Regions from separate parts of the Anser cygnoides genome. Here region 1 is linked to region 2. A link is a contact called in public Hi-C data. All regions are on one chromosome and are shown on one strand. Each heading gives the region's core, a stretch centred on a gene start, on an enhancer-like site or on the middle of the called end of the contact. The rest is flanking DNA. Distances are from core to core; before and after follow the strand shown.

What was found. Hi-C and Micro-C count contacts between places; a contact is called where the count stands out from the background.
Region 1: a Hi-C map of liver shows a contact between it and region 2, with 2.4 times the contacts expected there. The contact joins the promoter of PNPLA4 here to the promoter of ANOS1 in region 2. A contact is called at or near these places in 3 of 7 Hi-C or Micro-C datasets (all in liver).

What each region holds. Positions count from the first base shown.
Region 1 is chr1:134,960,675-134,963,816 of Taihu_goose_T2T_genome, forward strand. PNPLA4 (patatin like phospholipase domain containing 4) reads left to right here and starts at 1,839. Exons shown (of 9, transcript XM_048056201.2): 1 at 1,839-1,881; 2 at 2,957-3,142. The coding sequence starts at 3,097.
Region 2 is chr1:134,427,366-134,430,459 of Taihu_goose_T2T_genome, forward strand. It overlaps ANOS1 (anosmin 1), which reads left to right and starts at 1,476. Exons shown (of 13, transcript XM_066982334.1): 1 at 1,476-1,810. The coding sequence starts at 1,634.

The DNA of each region.
Region 1 (3,142 bases), core at 589-3,088, 530 kb after region 2:
GGATAAATTTACCTAAACATCAACACACAGCAGATAAACAAGACTTTCACACTCTAATGGTAAGGATCCGATCTACCCTAGGTACAGGAAATGGAAAGAGAAAGGATGGAGTTTAAATACAGAGCTGAAGAAGTCCTACTTTCTTCTAAAAGGGCAAAAGAGACACAAGTGACAGCTGCTACATTTCAGTCAGACACATCTCCCTAACTGATGTCCTTGACAATTACTTGCTTTTCCTGTACTTGGAACTACCCCTGATTAAAGGTTTAATTCTCACCAACTCAGAAATCTAATAATTTTAATCTACGTCACTAATCTTCCAGTAAATAAATAGATCAGACTCAGAACAGAAGGAACAAGAGGCTAACAAACGTACTTAACATTAATCTACACACTTCTGGACAGATGAGAATGACAAGGGTCCTCCTGCTATTTTAGTGACTTTTGTACTTGCCTAAACTGTCACCCAAAGTATCAATTCAGATGTAAACATTTTCTCCATACTAATGTCTGCTACAAATTAGAACTCTATAGTTAAGGAAAGATTCTTTTTCCACTAGTAGGACTTATGCAGCCTTCTCAACCTCAAGCTCGTCCTGTCAATACGGGGAAAAAGTACAAGATGACAAAAAGAGAAGGCAGTAATTTCACCATAAGATGGTTTGGTTGTGTGCAAGATAAACCCAGGGCCCTCTTTTGCAACTATTTTTCATGTGGATTTGGGCTGCAAGTCAGTTGCTGTTGCTGCCGCTTCCTCTTCCTGTCCATACAAAATATGTGCATCGAATTTAGTTAGAATTTCCCAAACCACCAAAACCATGCGTAACACCTTTTGTAAAGTATTATTAAAGGACTATTCCTCAACACACAGAAAAATTCAAATAAAACAATGTTTTATGCATGAAGACTTCAGTATCTTCTATCAGTCCCATGGAGTTTGTTCATATTTTTATATATGTATTCTTTTTACAGATCACCATTCGTGCGAAAATGCCAGATATTCACCTTTTGTCCCTGTGAAAATGGCACACAGACATTTCTGTATTACTGTAATTAGGAGGATAAATAGGATTGTGCCCTTGATTAATTTCTCTCCCCCCTTCTTTAAAAGCTGTATTTTAATTTATAAATTGAGGACGTGAGCTATCACAGGAGAATAAATAAATAAATAGGTAAACAAATAAATAAAAATCCAAGGCAACCGATCAGACTCCCAGTAAGCAATTTCAAAGCCGTGTTAACCAAAAAGATGCCAACAGCACTTCCAGACACATTTTCTGAACGCTCTCACGCCGCCAGCACCTGCCGCACTGAACGCCTTTACTCCTTATGCTGAAGAGCAGCGCGCAGATCGGCACCTCCCAACTGAGCGACGTGCGTTTGTTCGCATTTGTTGTTGCCTGATCACCTATATACGTAATAAAAGCTATTTTTTTCCCTGTGATTTACGTTTTAAATATTACGTTCCTGCCAAAACTCTGCTAATTTATCTTCATTATAGGCTAGCATGTACAATGCCGGGTTATGTTACAGCAGGGTCTCGCCTCTGTATATGCACTTTGCGTGATGATTGCACGTACATACACCATCCTGCAGACTTTTATTTCCTACTCCAGAAAAGCCACTTACACCACCACAACCCTATGCCTGCGGGTGGGGTGCTGAGCTCAGAGCAATTAGTGGAACAGAGGCAGAACTACCACCCGCACATCCCCCCGCCGCTGCAACAGAGCCCCTCACATCATGGCGGCTCCCCCAGCCGCGGGCTCCCCCTTCCCCCCTCCCACCCCGAAGCCTCGCCGCGGTCTCGCGAGGTTAGGTGCGGGGCGAGGCTAGGTGCGGGGCGAGGCGGCGCGGCCGGCGGTGGGCGCCGCGGGCGAGGTGCGGCTCGGGCTGCCCGCGGCACCCGCCGCCATCTTGGCTCCGCCGCAGGGAGGGGCGGGGAGAAAAGAGGGCGTGTGTGTGTGTGTGTGTGTGTTTAAGGTTAAAGTTGGAAAGGAGGAGGCCCGCTGAAAAATTGGCTTTCTGGCTCGAGTGTAAAAGATTTCGTGGCTTTTCTTAACGTCGCGATCGCTGATATTGTCGGCTGGCTTTCTGTAGATGTCACACGTGAAAAGTGGGTCTCGCAGTTTGAGCTCTGTGTCGCTTGTTGATGGCGGTTGTTTACTGGGCGTGGGGGGAGGGAGGAACAGTCAAATTGCTTTGTAAGCCTCAATTTACGGCCCACGAGATGAAATAGATAAATTGAAGCTCACCTGAGTGGGATTAAATGTGGAGCTGAGACCCTGTCCACTCAGAACAGTGCTGTTTGTTTTGCACTGGTAGTCAGGGCAATAGCCTGTTCAAGCAATTGTATTTCTGTGTATTATCCTTTAGAGTCCGAGTCTTGCTGGGTGTAAACCAGATTTACAGCTTGATCTGTGTGTAACTCCCGTGAGACCCTTGCAGCACAGAAAAGCACGAGGTTTTTCTGGTACTGACCAGCAAGCCTGAGTCTCACCAGGCTCCGGCATCGCCACTTTGGTTTTGCGGGCAGTTGGCTTAAGTGGCTGGAACAGGCCTGTCAAATTTTTCGGCAGGGGCAGAAAGAACCACCTGTTCATGTTGTTAATTATAAGGGAGGCTTTGTTTGTTTGGTCTCTGCAGTATTATCAACGGTAGTTCTTCCTGTTTTTGAAATGAATAACTCAGTTTATGGTTGGTGGTGAATAGCACAGTGCTAGATGGGTGCTGGAGGGAGAGAGGAGTAGCAACTGAAAAGTTCTGCCTGAAACTGTTACATTTTCTTACAAATCAACTGTTAACACATCTATGTTTTGGGTTGTGATCCCTTGAAAGCTAAATGTGAGGGGGCTGTGAAGGGAGCTATGTTTATAGGGTCAGGGCCTTGGTGTGCAGCTACCTTTCAGCTACTTCATGTTCTGTTTTTGTTTTGTTTCTTCATGTTTTTAAACAGGTTATGTTTAGAAGAGAGGAAGTTTCTACTGTGTAATTGTCGTGTCCAAGAGGTCGTCTGTTGATATTCCCTGTGTAGCTCCATGGTAAAACAGCTTCTGAGAGTGTCATCATCTTGATCTAGAGGTTACTTTTAAGAAAATGTGGACTGTTAGAAGTCTCTGTACTGCTCAAATACAGTTATGTC
Region 2 (3,094 bases), core at 226-2,725:
AGCAAGAAATCTGCCTGGATTGGGATCGGTATTTCCGGGCCACCTACTACTCCTGTTCATTGAAAGCCATAGGTAATCAGTCCAGCTCCCAAGATGAGGAATACTTCTGGAGGTGTAGCTGAGATGGTCTCCCTTGGTACATTTCCAAAACAGCCTGCTCAGAACGCTTACACAGTGCAAGCAGCGGGGCAACTTCTATGCCAGGAAGTGGCAGGTGACCCCTTCTGGTTACTGTGCTCCCTCAGGCATTGAAGGACACGGACTGTCATTTCAGTTTGTTAACACTTGCAGGAGTGAACGTGGCCTACTGGCTTCTCTCGAGTGAAGATTTCTAGTCAACTGACAGGAGGATTTAGCTCAGGCACTGTGAGCTGCAAAGTAACATCTAAACTAGAATTTGTTTCGCTTCCTGTTGTATTGGTATGTTACCCGTACAATCTGTATGTTACTCATACGGTTTAACTATGGATTTAGTCTGGATTTAACAAAGCTTTTTATAGTTTGATTTTCTGTTTTACAGATGTATATGTATAGGTTTGTGGAAAATGTATATATGGATTCTGGGAAGAAAAACTGCATTGAGGTATATGCTTTATTTCACATTTGTGTACAATGGAGTATCCATTAGGAAAATAATTATAGCCGTGTAAAATTTGTACAAGCAAGACTGGTCAAAGACCTTGCTGCATTTTGATTAGATTTTAGGTGAGTTTCCTAAAATGTATTTAGCTTACCCTAACACTTGTTTCGGTAAAGAAGACTCCTGCTGTGTAAGTGTTCCATAACCATGTTAAACGACTATTTATAGCAGCAACTGTAACTAGTACTATTAACAGGTACTATTACTAGCGAGCTTCTCACGCTACCATCTCCTGAAACGGCCAGAAGACAACTTATTTCAGCTCGCGCGGCCTCGGGATTTTCCCGCTCGGGAGGCCCGGCCCTCAGATCCCCGTGAGGAGCCTCTCTCGCCCTGTCCCGCGGCGGGAGGAGGCAGAGGCCGCAGGTACGCGGAGGCATGCAGCACCTACCCGTGCTACACCCCGCACCGCCAGCAGCTGCCGGAGCGGAGCGAAACGACCTCCTAACTTGCCGCGCACCGCCCGGGAGCCATTTTAAAGCTCCGCTCTCGCAGCTCTCCCTCGGAGGCACCGCAGCGGTGGCCGGCACCTCCGCATTACTGACCGACCCTTCACAGGCCGCTGGACCCCACCGCGGGCCGGGAGGGCGGTGCCAGCCCCGCCGCTAACGGCCGGGCGCCACACAGGTGGCGGCGAGCAGCCGGCCGAGCCGTGCCGATCCGATCCGAGCCGAGCCGAGCCGTGCCGTGCCGTGCCGTTCCGACCTGCCCGCGGCCGCACCGCCCGCCCCGGTGCTGGCGCTCGCCGCAGCCAATGGCGCCGCCTCTGTCAGGCTCGGCCCGCCCGCTGCCGGCGCGGGGGAGGGCTGAGGGCCGCGGGGAGGGAAGGGGCGAGGGGAGTTGGATGATTGAACTTTCTTGTTTAGTTTCTGCGCCGCGGAGCCTTCTGCCCCCACCGCAGCCCGGCACCCGCCCGGCGAGCGGGAGCGCACCCCGGCGCCTGCCGCCCCCCGCAGCCCCCTGCCCTCCTCCTGCCCCCCCGCCCGCCCAGCCATGGTGCCCGGCGCGTCCCTCGCCCTGCTCCTCTGGGCAGCGGCCGCCTGCGGCAGCCCCGCCGGGCCGGGGGCCGGCGCCCGCAAGGAGGACGAGGCTTTCTCCACGGCCAGATGCACCTCCAGGTGCCTGAGCCTCCAGATCACCCGCATCTCCGCCTTCTTCAAGCACTTCCAGGTAGGGGCACGGCGCCGGGCGGGGTGATCCCGCTGCCCGCCCGGGGGGTGGCCGGGTGCCCGGGCGCACCCCCGGCAAACTTCGCGGCGGCTCCAGCCCCGCCGGCACCTGGAGGCGGCGGGCAGGGGGCGAGGGCTCCTCACAGGTGGTGGCCGGGACGGGGCGGCCCCGAGGGGTGCGCTTTGGGCTTTGCTTTTAACGAGGGGTGAGGGGGGACAGTGGGTGCCGGCCCGGTGAGGGTGCGGGTAAGGCTTCTCTTATTTTTGCCTCTCCTTCGGGATAACGGTGGTGGCGAAACGGGGATGACGTGGGGGGAAGCGGGGACGAGGCGTGGGGAGAGCTGCGTGGTATGAAATGCAGTGAGCTGTGCGGAGGGAGGGCGAGCCCCTGAAGCTCCTAAAGCGGCTGCCCTGGAAGCGATGCGGGAGGTGGTGTAAGGGCAGCGGGTGTCTGCCCGCCCGTCCCCGCCTTCCAGCTACACGCACTCCTTTTATCTAACCTTGTCTTGGACACTTCCAGGGATGGGGCATCCGTAACCTCTCTGGGCAGAGGTTTTCCATTCTCCCTTCCCCACCTGTTCTCGACTGTGCACGCATTGAGCCGAATAAATGAGGGACCCCCCGGAGCACGTCTCCCTCTGTAGCCCCCAAGTCCCTTTGAGAACAAGCCTGGCGGGCAGCGCGGCCACCTCCACGTCTCGGGACAGCACGGCCCCGCAGCGCCTGGGGAGCGCCTCTCGCTTCCCTTCGGCTTCCCCGTGCGCTACGAACTGGGACCGATCGCACCGACGGCTCGGGGAAGGCAGCTCCGAGGGCTGCGGTGTTGGCACAAAACCCCGGCCGGGGAGAGGTTCGAGGATAACCCTCTTAAAAACAAAAGTCACAGCGAAAGGAAAGCCTGCCGCGCTCGTCCCGCCGGCCGCGGGAGTCGCTCGCTGCCTGTAGCAGGGTTTGGGCCGACGGGACCCGGGCTAGGACCGGGGCAGGGTGCAGTGGGCGCTGCCCCGGGCCAGGCTTTGCCGGGTCTAGGGGTGGCGAGGCGCTTGCTGGCAACGTGGCCAGCTGCCCAGCGCGTCTGGAAAGGATGGTACTCGTTAAAATAGTTCATTATCTTGGGGAGGGCTTGGGATTTTTTTTTTTTTCTTTTTCTCTTTATGGCGTTGTCAGGAGGTTGTAACTTATTTGTTTTACAGTTTCGGTGGCTAAAGAGGCAGTTTAGATCAAGCCAATTCCGAGTGAAAGGCTTTTTTTGTGTTTTCTTGGCATGATTTCTTTTCCGACGTAA